3 separate regions of the Mus musculus genome follow, and all the other regions are linked to region 1. The links are chromatin contacts, called in public promoter capture Hi-C maps. All regions are on one chromosome and are shown on one strand. The core of a region is the stretch at or near the end of the contact, and the rest is flanking DNA. Distances in the headings are between cores, read along the strand shown.

What was found. Promoter capture Hi-C pulls out the DNA fragments that hold promoters and counts their contacts.
Region 2: a contact with region 1 is called in a promoter capture Hi-C map of liver, with 2.8 times the contacts expected there. The contact joins the enhancer-like site here to the promoter of Tfb1m in region 1. A contact is called at or near these places in 5 of 39 promoter capture datasets (the C10 cell line, embryonic stem cells, liver and 2 more) and 2 of 115 datasets of contacts at active chromatin or transcription factors (astrocytes and embryonic stem cells).
Region 3: a promoter capture Hi-C map of liver shows a contact between it and region 1, with 2.6 times the contacts expected there. The contact joins the enhancer-like site here to the promoter of Tfb1m in region 1. A contact is called at or near these places in 7 of 39 promoter capture datasets (the 3T3-L1 cell line, the C10 cell line, embryonic stem cells and 3 more) and 4 of 115 datasets of contacts at active chromatin or transcription factors (embryonic forebrain, embryonic limb bud, embryonic stem cells and 1 more).

Annotation. Positions count from the first base shown.
Region 1 is chr17:3,556,422-3,559,749 of GRCm38.p6, reverse strand. It overlaps Tfb1m (transcription factor B1, mitochondrial), which reads left to right and starts at 1,995. Exons shown (of 7, transcript NM_146074.3): 1 at 1,995-2,169. The coding sequence starts at 2,037. It overlaps 1700102H20Rik (RIKEN cDNA 1700102H20 gene), which reads right to left and starts at 1,926. Exons shown (of 2, transcript NR_045303.1): 1 at 1,846-1,926; 2 at 1-207.
Region 2 is chr17:4,867,626-4,870,706 of GRCm38.p6, reverse strand. No RefSeq gene overlaps it. Among named protein-coding and RNA genes, the nearest start is that of Gm34507, 39 kb to the left of the region's middle. Within about 2 kb of position 1,641, at least 51 of the 459 cell types and tissues checked have an H3K27ac peak or open chromatin away from gene starts, as enhancers often do. A contact at or near this core is called in liver, where this site is marked.
Region 3 is chr17:4,920,058-4,923,303 of GRCm38.p6, reverse strand. No RefSeq gene overlaps it. Among named protein-coding and RNA genes, the nearest start is that of Gm34507, 13 kb to the right of the region's middle. Within about 2 kb of position 1,278, at least 23 of the 459 cell types and tissues checked have an H3K27ac peak or open chromatin away from gene starts, as enhancers often do. A contact at or near this core is called in liver, where this site is marked.

The DNA.
Region 1 (3,328 bases), core at 746-3,245:
CTACACCTAATTTCATATTTCTATACATTTAAATAACACAAAATGAACATGTTAATTAACTTAAAATAATTTCAGTTGATACAGTATTTGAGAAGCTTGGCTACTGAACTTGGAACTTGAAACGTGAAGAACTCGGGGTATCTTCTCTAGATGCATTGCTGGTGACCCTGGGTAGGTTGAATGACTGTACTTGCTGGTATTTCTTCCCTGCAGTATAGGAATAATAACATTTCCAAAGGAACACAAAGGTAAAAAAACAAACAAAACAAAACCTACCAACCATCCAAACAAAGCCCAATTGCCTGAATAGACACCTTCTAGGTATAGTGTTTTATGGAGAATATTATCTCTGAATCAAATATCAAATCAAAGTTTTTTTATGACACTTTGGGGAATTGCCACCACATTCTCACTTTCTAAAAGAGATACATCAGTCAGCCCATGGTTTCTGCTGATCTAGCAACCACTAAAGTGGATATGTGGACTTTTTACTTCTCCACACGGCCCAGAGTGGTCTGGTTTTACATTAGCTTTTTTTTTTTTTTTTTTTTTAAACTACCAGAACCATAAACGATGTGTAATTCACTTATAACCAAGTGAAATCAGACGGAAAAAAGTAAAAATCTTCCCACTTATGAAAAATATTTTAAAAGTTTTCATTTCTTTCTTGTGTTCTCAGACATCACAGGAAGACAGAACCTATTTGTCTTCTCTTGGTACTTGGATTTTAACCCTCAAATAGCCTTTCTCCATTGGATTCCCTGCCTGATGAGTAAGCCTTCCGTTTCCACTCTGAAGTGTGGGAAAGTGGCTGAACCGCCCCAAGTCTCACTTTCACCACTACGTAATAATAAAATCTACCCGAATCTGTATGGTAACAATTAGTGAGCGAATAATTCCAAACCACTCAGTTGTGAGACCTGGCACACATTTCTTTTAGTTGAGCTTTTTAAAAGAGCAACCCCTTTATGGTTCACTCTGAGAGCAGTGGAGAGACCACAATGCTTGCAGCATGAATGAGCTTTTAGAAAAAGCTTCAAAGGCTAAAAGAGTGGTCCTGATGCTGACCTTGCTGGCATTGCTTAAAAACAGCAGCCACCGCGCATGCACTAGACTACAGCTGGAATCTGTGAACTTCCAGCTTTACGAAATTCGTGGCCTCGCAGGGCTTTCTTGATCCTGTTTTAATCGGAAGTTAGCAATATGTGTCCTGTTTCGCAAGACTACACCTGAGAGATTTAAAAGGGAATATGAAATAGTAACAAGTGGTATCAAAAACACTTCTCGAAGTTTAAAGTGCTTAGCTCAAGAGACAAAATTACAGCATATTTAAAGACCCAGAATGGCTTTCATTCACCATTCTAAAATTAGGCAGCCCTTGGAATTCTTTCAAACAACTCCGGCCAGAAAATGGACATTGTTCAATGACAAGAAAAGAGAAATTATCTAGAGACACAGTTTAGTTGGTTACGGTTAGCTTTTTGCTTTACTTGAGTCAGTTGGTCTCTTGCTATTGGTTAAAGCTGGGGTGCTGTTAACGGGCTGGCATTCAGCCATTTGCTCTAAAGTCTAAGTCTTAAACTCGGTTTTCAGCAGGCTTACCTTAAATAAGCCTATAGTTCTCTATGGAACTAAGTTCTGAAAGAAGTAATGGACGCGAAGAAATAAAAAGTATCTAGCCTACGGGGGTGGGGCGGTAACCAGTCTACAAACAGCAAGCAACCAATCACCATCTTTCCTGCTACAAATCAAAAGTCAAGCCTTTGGAATGTCAAAGGCCTGCGGAGCCTCCCAGAGGTTACAAAGACCACGCCTCCTAGCCTCCGCCCCCTCTCCTCTCCCAACCTGCACCGCTTTCGGCCTGACGCGTCCTGAGCTCCCAGTACATACAGACTTCCTGTCAGTTTCGTCATTTCCGGCAGGTTTCTCCATCCAACCAGGTGGCCTCAGAGGCGGGCAGTCTTCTCCAAGGTCCCACCCCCTGCGCGCCGTGCACCTTTCCAGCCGCTGCGCGTGGCTGTGTATGTGGGTCTCTCATGGCTGCCTCGGGGAAGCTCGGCACTTTCCGCCTTCCCCCGTTGCCCACCATTCGGGAGATCATTAAGTTGTTCGGACTGCGAGCGGTGAAACAGCTTTCCCAGAATTTCCTCCTGGACTTGAGGCTGACAGGTGGCTGAGTCGTCAGTTCGCCCGGGTCTCCGTGGTGGGCGCGGCCGGGTGATGGAGCGGGTTGGGGCGGGCGGCTGTCAGTCAAGCGCTGCTCCTCCGGTCCTCGCGGGCTAGGGCGACGACTGGTCGACCGCTTTGCGGGCGGGAGATGTTTCCCGCGCGCTTTATGATGCGCCAACCTGCCTCTCGTTAGCCCGGCTCAGTAAAGCGCGTCTGTAAGCTCAGCACTCGAGGAGCAGAGGCAGGAGGATTGCCGCCAGTTAGAAACAGATGGACTCTTTCAAAAACGAAACCAAGAGAGTAAATAGGATAAACGTTCACTTAAGTCTAGGGATCCCTCTAGGGACTGGAGATTCGCTCTGTAAAGTCATACTAACCAAACGGCGCCTACAGCTACCTTGTGCCAATGCTGGGACCACCGTCCCAACAACAGCCCTGAGTTTGCAGTTAATAAGTTGACATTCTCCGGCTTCTTTAAAAATTACTTTTATGCGATTAAACTTATATAGGGTGAAGGTCACCAGTTTGACACCCATGTTTTGATGAGTTTTCACAGGTGTTTGTTGGTTTACTTACCACCCATGTCATAGTAATGCTCTCCTCTTGAGAATAAGATCCATCTGTTGCAAATAAAGGTGCTAGCTGACTGTTGGAGTACTTAGCATGTTAACCCCCTCAAGTTAAAAGGGTAAGTGTGTCATACACACACTCCGTCCCCAAAATCAATTTTGATTGCATGGACCACAAAGCATAAGTTACTTTTATTTCTTGTTTTTGGAGCCTTTATTCGACCCGTAGAATTTGGGTAAAACAGTTAACTCCACTTAAGTTTTCTCATCTCTTATTTGATAGAAAGGCCTACAAGGACCTTAGGATGCCTACTTTTAGATTCTTTGGTTCTAGCATCCTCTCCCAGTCATGCTAAATATAAGCACATGCTAAATATAAGCACCATTCTCTGCTGAAATGCAGTCTCCTATGTCTAAGGCTGGCCTCAAGCTCACTACATGGCAGGTGTTATTGAGTGTCTGGCCCTCCTGCCTTCTCCCAAGAACCGAAATGAAAAGCATATGCCACCATGCTCAGTTACTGATTGCTGACTGTGTAACCCAGGGCTTCACACATGCTAGGCAAGCACTCTTATCAGTTAATTGAATTA
Region 2 (3,081 bases), core at 392-2,891, 1.3 Mb before region 1:
TTCCCAAATCTCTGCTTACCCTTTAGACTTTCTTCAAGGAAGTTCTGACACCCAACATCAGTCAATAGAAGCCATCCTGATCCTGATTCAGGAAACTGAGGTGTTGTATACTGATTGTCAGCTTGGCAAAATCTAGAATCACTTAGTAGTTAAGCCTCTGGACACTTCTTGAGAGAGATTCTAGATTGAGTCAATTGAGATGGAGAAAAAAAAAGCCATCCTAAATGTGGGTGCCTCCGCTATGTGGGCTGGGGTCACAGACCCGGTAACGATGAGAGTTAGCTGAGCGCTGAGCGAGATGGTGACCTCTCTGTGAATTCCTCACTGTGGATGCTCAGTGTGACCAGCCACCTTTCAATCCAGCCACCATGCTTCTCCACCATGATTGTACCCTCCAACAGGGTCAGGTGTAGCAATGAGTAAAGTAATGTCGAAACTCAACTGTATAAACTTCAAGAGACCCTCCAACCATTCAGGTTAACATGGCATCTAGGGTCTGCTCATCATACCTATACATAATTTACTGTGCACCCACACTAACAGATGAGCCCGACTCTCTAACCTGATCCAATTCCCATTCATCTTTCCTAGGAAACTTTTGACAGACATTCACAGCATCTTCTGGGTTCTTTGGTATGCATGTAATGCCCTCAAGGCCGTCCTCTACACTGTAGCGCCTGACACTTGCCAGTGACTGGACGATGGTGACTGGTGAATGGGGTTGGGGGAGAAACGGCAGTCTCCACAAGGCGACTCTCTAGCAGTGACCCTTCAGGTGGCTTTTCTGTGGGAAGAGCTCAGAGAGAAACAGACAGGAAGAAAGGGCTACATCCATGGGCCGGAAGCTCTGACCTGGGTGCTACTCAGGGCTCTTGCATGCATTGCATTTTTGGGTTGGACTTAGGGTTGGATCTTAGAAGCTTTGATTCTAGGAGATAAGTCTTCCTCTGGGATGGTCTGAGGAGCTTTCTGGTCTCTTAGCTAGTAAAGCTGTGAACTAAAAGCCCTCAATGAATCTTTTTCTTTTGCTAAATTCTTTAAGGCAAGCAACTGCATCACACACTTCTTATTTTGACCGCATGTATTGTAGCAACCACCATGTGGACACCCAAAGCCTTGTCTTGTAAGTGATAGTTTAGTGAATATGTTTGCTATTGTGTACCACAGGTTACTAATGGCCTCTCTTTACTGTCAGTGACAGGACATTGATGCCTGGAAACCTAACCATATCTAATTCTACATAAGCTAGTGCCAGTTTTAATGTCCCCTAGAGTCTCCTGCCCTTACCAGTATGGATCCAGGCAGGTTGGATCAGAGAAGCCAGGCCACTGGCTGGGGCATGCAAATAGGATTTCAGGCAGCAACTAGACCAGAGGGTAGTGTGAAAGCTGGCATAAAGTCTGTGGAAGTCTAGTTCCTTTGTACTGGTTTTAAGTTAGAAGCGCTAGGAGTTGGGGAGAAAGCTAGACACAGAAAATTTGGGGCACACCAGAAACTGTGGTGATGAGTTACACTTTCAAGGACAAGCCATCAATCTTGTCTCTCATTGACTTTAGCCTTGGTGACATGAACAACCGCAGAAGTGGCTGGTGGCCTTTGCAGTAACGCTTCACATACTGGGCACAGGGACCAGAGCAGCAGGAAGTTGGCAGGTGTATGAGTCAGGTCAGCAACAGAAAGTACGAGCTGGGACTGTCCCTTAGCGGGTTATCCCGAGTCTTCATTCCTGCCTTAGAAGTGGCCTGCCAGATTTTTCATGGCCAGCCCTAAAGCCAGAACCAGTTAGGTTAAGAAATCTTCAGACATTAAGTTTGCCTTAGCTCTGGTGTTATCCAGGATCCCTGCCAGAAAGAAGTTTCTGGGGCAGATGCGTACAATGTTCAAAAGTGTGGGTGGTGGGCACAGGCTGAGCTGGTAGCTGACGGCTTGGGTCGTCAGGGTACAGATTAGGAGGTACTAGGGTGGTATCCTTCAAACAAACTGGGTGGGAACAATTTCAGTACCTTATACACCCGCAGTTAACATCCAGGGGAAAGCGCCGGGGAATCTAGGCGAGTGACACCCGGGGCAACTCCTGTGAGTCAGGGAGTTTTGTAAACTTTGCAACAGGGAGTGGCATGGGCAGAAGGAAGGCTGTATGCTAGGAAGATATCGGGAACTGGAAGGCTCTTGTTGGCACTTCCAGGTTCTATGCCCTTCAATAAGGACTCGGAGCTGCCGCATGTGGATAGTGGTAGACACAGAGAGAATTAGTTAATAAAGCCTTTGGAGGCAAGGAGAAGGGCTACCCAGTCAGGAAAGGTTAGACTTTCAATAGCAAAGACTATATAAATGATTGGGGTTTTTCTATTGCAGTACCACAGGTTTTTGGGTCATTTCCAAGTGTGTGCATTCCTGTGCATACTCTGTTCCAGGTTGGCCTTGGCGCATGCTCTGTTATAGGTTGGCCTTGGCGCATGCTCTGTTCCAGGTTGGCCTTGGCGGCTGCGGTTTCCAGTGTTTCTGCCAACTGGCTTGTTTCCTATGCCAATATTAATTCTTCTCTCTCCACTTTACTCTCCTGCCACAGTTTTAGATTTATTTATTTATTGTGTTCATTAAGAGGAGAGGGTAGTGCAGGTTTCCAAGCAGAGGCCAGCCTGCAGAGAAGCTGGATAGAAGGGGCTGGTTTTAGAAAAAGTAGAGCGACAGCTCTTTATCATACATGAGGGGAAGAGGGGAGAGGAAAGAAGTGGGGTGAATGTGAACAGGAAAGAAGCAGGAAAGAAAAAAAAAACCCTCACAAACCACGTCTATCTCTGCTAAACAGAAAGGAAACGAGTCCAAGGCAGGGTGGGGAATCTGGATTCAGACCAGAGGGATAAGTTGGCGTCCACAAGGAGAGAACCGACAAGCTTCACAGAGAAACTTGAGAATACCCTCCTGTGAGCAGGAGGCTCTACCCCTGTGAGCTCTCCTCCCTTGTCATTGGCTGAATTGGCTCATCCTAGATGTTCAATCTTAGTGCAATTAAAAGACATTGAGTTCATAGCCTTACCTCATAAGTTTAATTTTCTAATAGGGATTTTGCTCACTTATGAA
Region 3 (3,246 bases), core at 29-2,528, 1.4 Mb before region 1:
TAGATACTCCTACTTAAGTTTCTTTCTTTTTTTTTTTTTTACATGTGGAATTGCCCATTTTCTTTTTCAATCCATCTGTGTTGTAAGGGAAGAGACTGCAGTGGGCAAATGGGAACGTCTGTTTGATTTGGGTGAGTGGAAAGAATGACTTCTTATTGCCTGCAGAACCTGTGACACTGTCTACATAATGGTGGCTTTCAGGGGCAGTTTCTCCCTGGCCATGGAGGACACCTTGGGAATGATTCATGGTTTGCACAATGACTTTCCTGTAGCTAAATCAGGAAGACATGGGTTTACCGAGGAGTGAGTCCTGAATAGGAATGAGAGGCCAGACCTCACAGAAGGCAACAGGCACCTCCTTCTACTACAGGCACTTGGGGCAGAGGCTATGGAACAGCTGCTGGCCGAGAGGGAAGTCCCAAAGGCAAAGGAAACTAAGTACACTCTGTGTGACCCAAGGCCAGGGAGAAGCAACAGGACAGGACTTCTCTCTGTGGGGAAAGAGATGAGGAACTGATCACATGTAGTCAGGCGAAGGGGGTTCACTTGTGAACAATGGATTAGGGGTGGAGCTTTACACAGGTAGCTTTACAGAAGAGGAGTGAGTGGGAGACAGGAAAGGCAGGGATCAGTCATTCGTCCAAAACCACGAGCAATTTGCCGACTCAAGGCACAGAAAGTGGAAAAACAGAGTCTGAAATTATAATAAAGCTATGCTGTGTAATTATGTAAAGTATGTGTCCCGGGGAAGCACTGCAAGCCCATAGCTTGAGAACAGTCGCTGGGATGAGATCATCACAGGTATGCTGCCTGTTTTCCATTGCTACGTTGTGTGGTGTGAACATGGGGAGGGGTCGGGAGACATTAAATCTAGAGCTGAGTAGTTGCCCAAGGGGTTAGGAGGCCTTTGTCTCTATTTCATAGGGCCATCACTGCTGGGAACTTAACCTCTGCAGAGTCCCTGCACAGACAGTGGGAACAAATATTTACCCTGCTCTGCTGGGGGTAGGGAAGGCGTTTGGGGAATCAGGAAGTATTGCAGGATATGTGTGAGGTCTTATCGTTGGGATGTTGTAAGATGGAGAGTATGGGAAGAAAAAGATTCCAGAACTCTGAACTTTACCCTGAATCTTAACAGTTTAACAGCCATGGTGGAAACTGGGGGGATGTACTCTATTGAAATAACAAGCATCTTCACTAGGCACCTATGACTAGTTTCACTCACCGGGATTTTCCCTGTGCTATCCAGAACACTCTGGTTTTCCTCTACTGACCGGGAAGCTCCCTCTTATCATCTTGTGTTTATTTCTGAACTCTATTTCGTAACTCACCACCCTGGTTGAATGATTGTAGATCGACAATACTTTTTTTTAAATAATTATTTTATTTTGCATGTATGTATATTACCTAAAGGCATGCATGTGTCACCAGGTATGTGCAGTAGAAGACAAGGTCAGAAGAGGCAGCAGGGCCTCCAGAATGAGAATTTCAGGTGGCCGTGAGCCACCATGTGGGTGCTGGGAATCAAACTGCTTCCTCTGTGAGAGTAGAGGGTGCACTTAACCTCCACTGCCTCTGTCCATCCTTAGCTGATGGTATTTTAATTCTAGTTGGGAAACTTTCTATAGGTATTGCTTTTTCAGAAGTAGAACCCAGGGCAAGCAAATCGGCTCCGCAGGTAAGAGCGCTTGCTGCAGAAGCCGCATGTCTGCCTTCCACCCCAAGGACACACTCACAGAAGGGAAGGACTGAGTCTTGAATGTTGTGCACTGATCTCCACACAACTCTGTGTACACACATTGCCCCCCCCCCAACTACTAATGATAAATGAAATCAAATTAAAAAGTGAAGGAAATAGGAGAGAGGCAGCTCTGAAGGAGACAACCAAGCTTTGGAGCTGGTCACCCGCCAAGGGCACACGGCGCACTGCTGGAGAGACGTGGGCTGGAATGAGACCCAAGACCAAGGTACTTAGTTCACATTCCAGTTCTCTAGTTCCTATCCGAGGGAGCCAAAGTGCAGTCCCCTGACCTTCAACCTCTTTGCCTGTCTAAGCTGAGGAGGGTGTTGGCTACCTCCAAGTGTTAAGGTGTGGATTATGCTCCCAAACACGAGTTTCTCTATCACCAGGCCTGATGTCTAGCTACTGCCCACTGGCTGCTCCCGCCCCCCCCCCTTTTGAAATGCTGAGGATTGAATGCAGAGCCTCACAAAAAACTAGGCAAGCACTCTACCCAGGGGCTGACCCTTTAGTGACTGAGTGATGTCTCCAACCATCTTCGTCTAGGGAGTGCTCCATTGATAGCCAGACCCCCGCCCTCCTCCTGCTCTTCTGAATGCATTTCTAGTGAAAAGCACAGAGCTCCTCTTTCCTAGACTTTCTTTCATCTATAAAATAGGAAAAAGAGCAAAGACTAACAACAACTGCTATACAACACTTAATGAGCTTGTTTGGCCAAACAGATACAAGGAGGGGAAACAGGCTGTTTAACGGTGCATATGTATGACCCTTCCTGAATATGGCAAAGCAGGAGATACACTGGTCATAAGACCCACAAAGGTGCTGTCACTTTGTGGCCAAAGAAAAGGATGTCAAATGGCAATAACATCTCATGGCACACAGAGGTCCAAGGGGGGCACCCACCAGGCCTTGAGGAGATCAGAGGTGGTGCAGAGAAAGGAGATGTTGTGATGACTGAATGGCCTCCAGGACATGACATATGCAGGTCCCTCTCTCCTCGCTCTGCGTTGACAAGTTTGTACTTGTTAAAGTGAATTGAGATTGCACTGATCACTTTCTGGAGTTTCTAAAAGATGTTAGATGATTAAAGAGATTTCATAGGGGGCTCTGTCCAGACTTCAGCATCCATAAGGATCCAGGATGACTTTGGCAGGAGACCTCCAATATCTCTTTAAGGAGTAACCCCTGGTCCTCTGACATGCTGCGATGGACGCAGCCATTCCAGTGGAACAGAACCAAGAAGCCAATGGACAAAGATCATCCCAGTTCCCTTCTCCTGTTGGCTTTAGAACACATCAAGCTTGGTTAAAGATTACTTGTGGAGTGGCTTTGTGCCTAGAAAGACAAACAAAAGAAGGACAGTCTGACATTCACTGTCTGAGTTGGACAGACAAGAAACAATAAAATAATGATAATGTGTACCATGTGTGGAGTTCCTGACGTTTGCTATTTGCTGAGCGATGTCCTCAGTGCACGTTATCTTGGATTCCTTAATTCTTTCCATA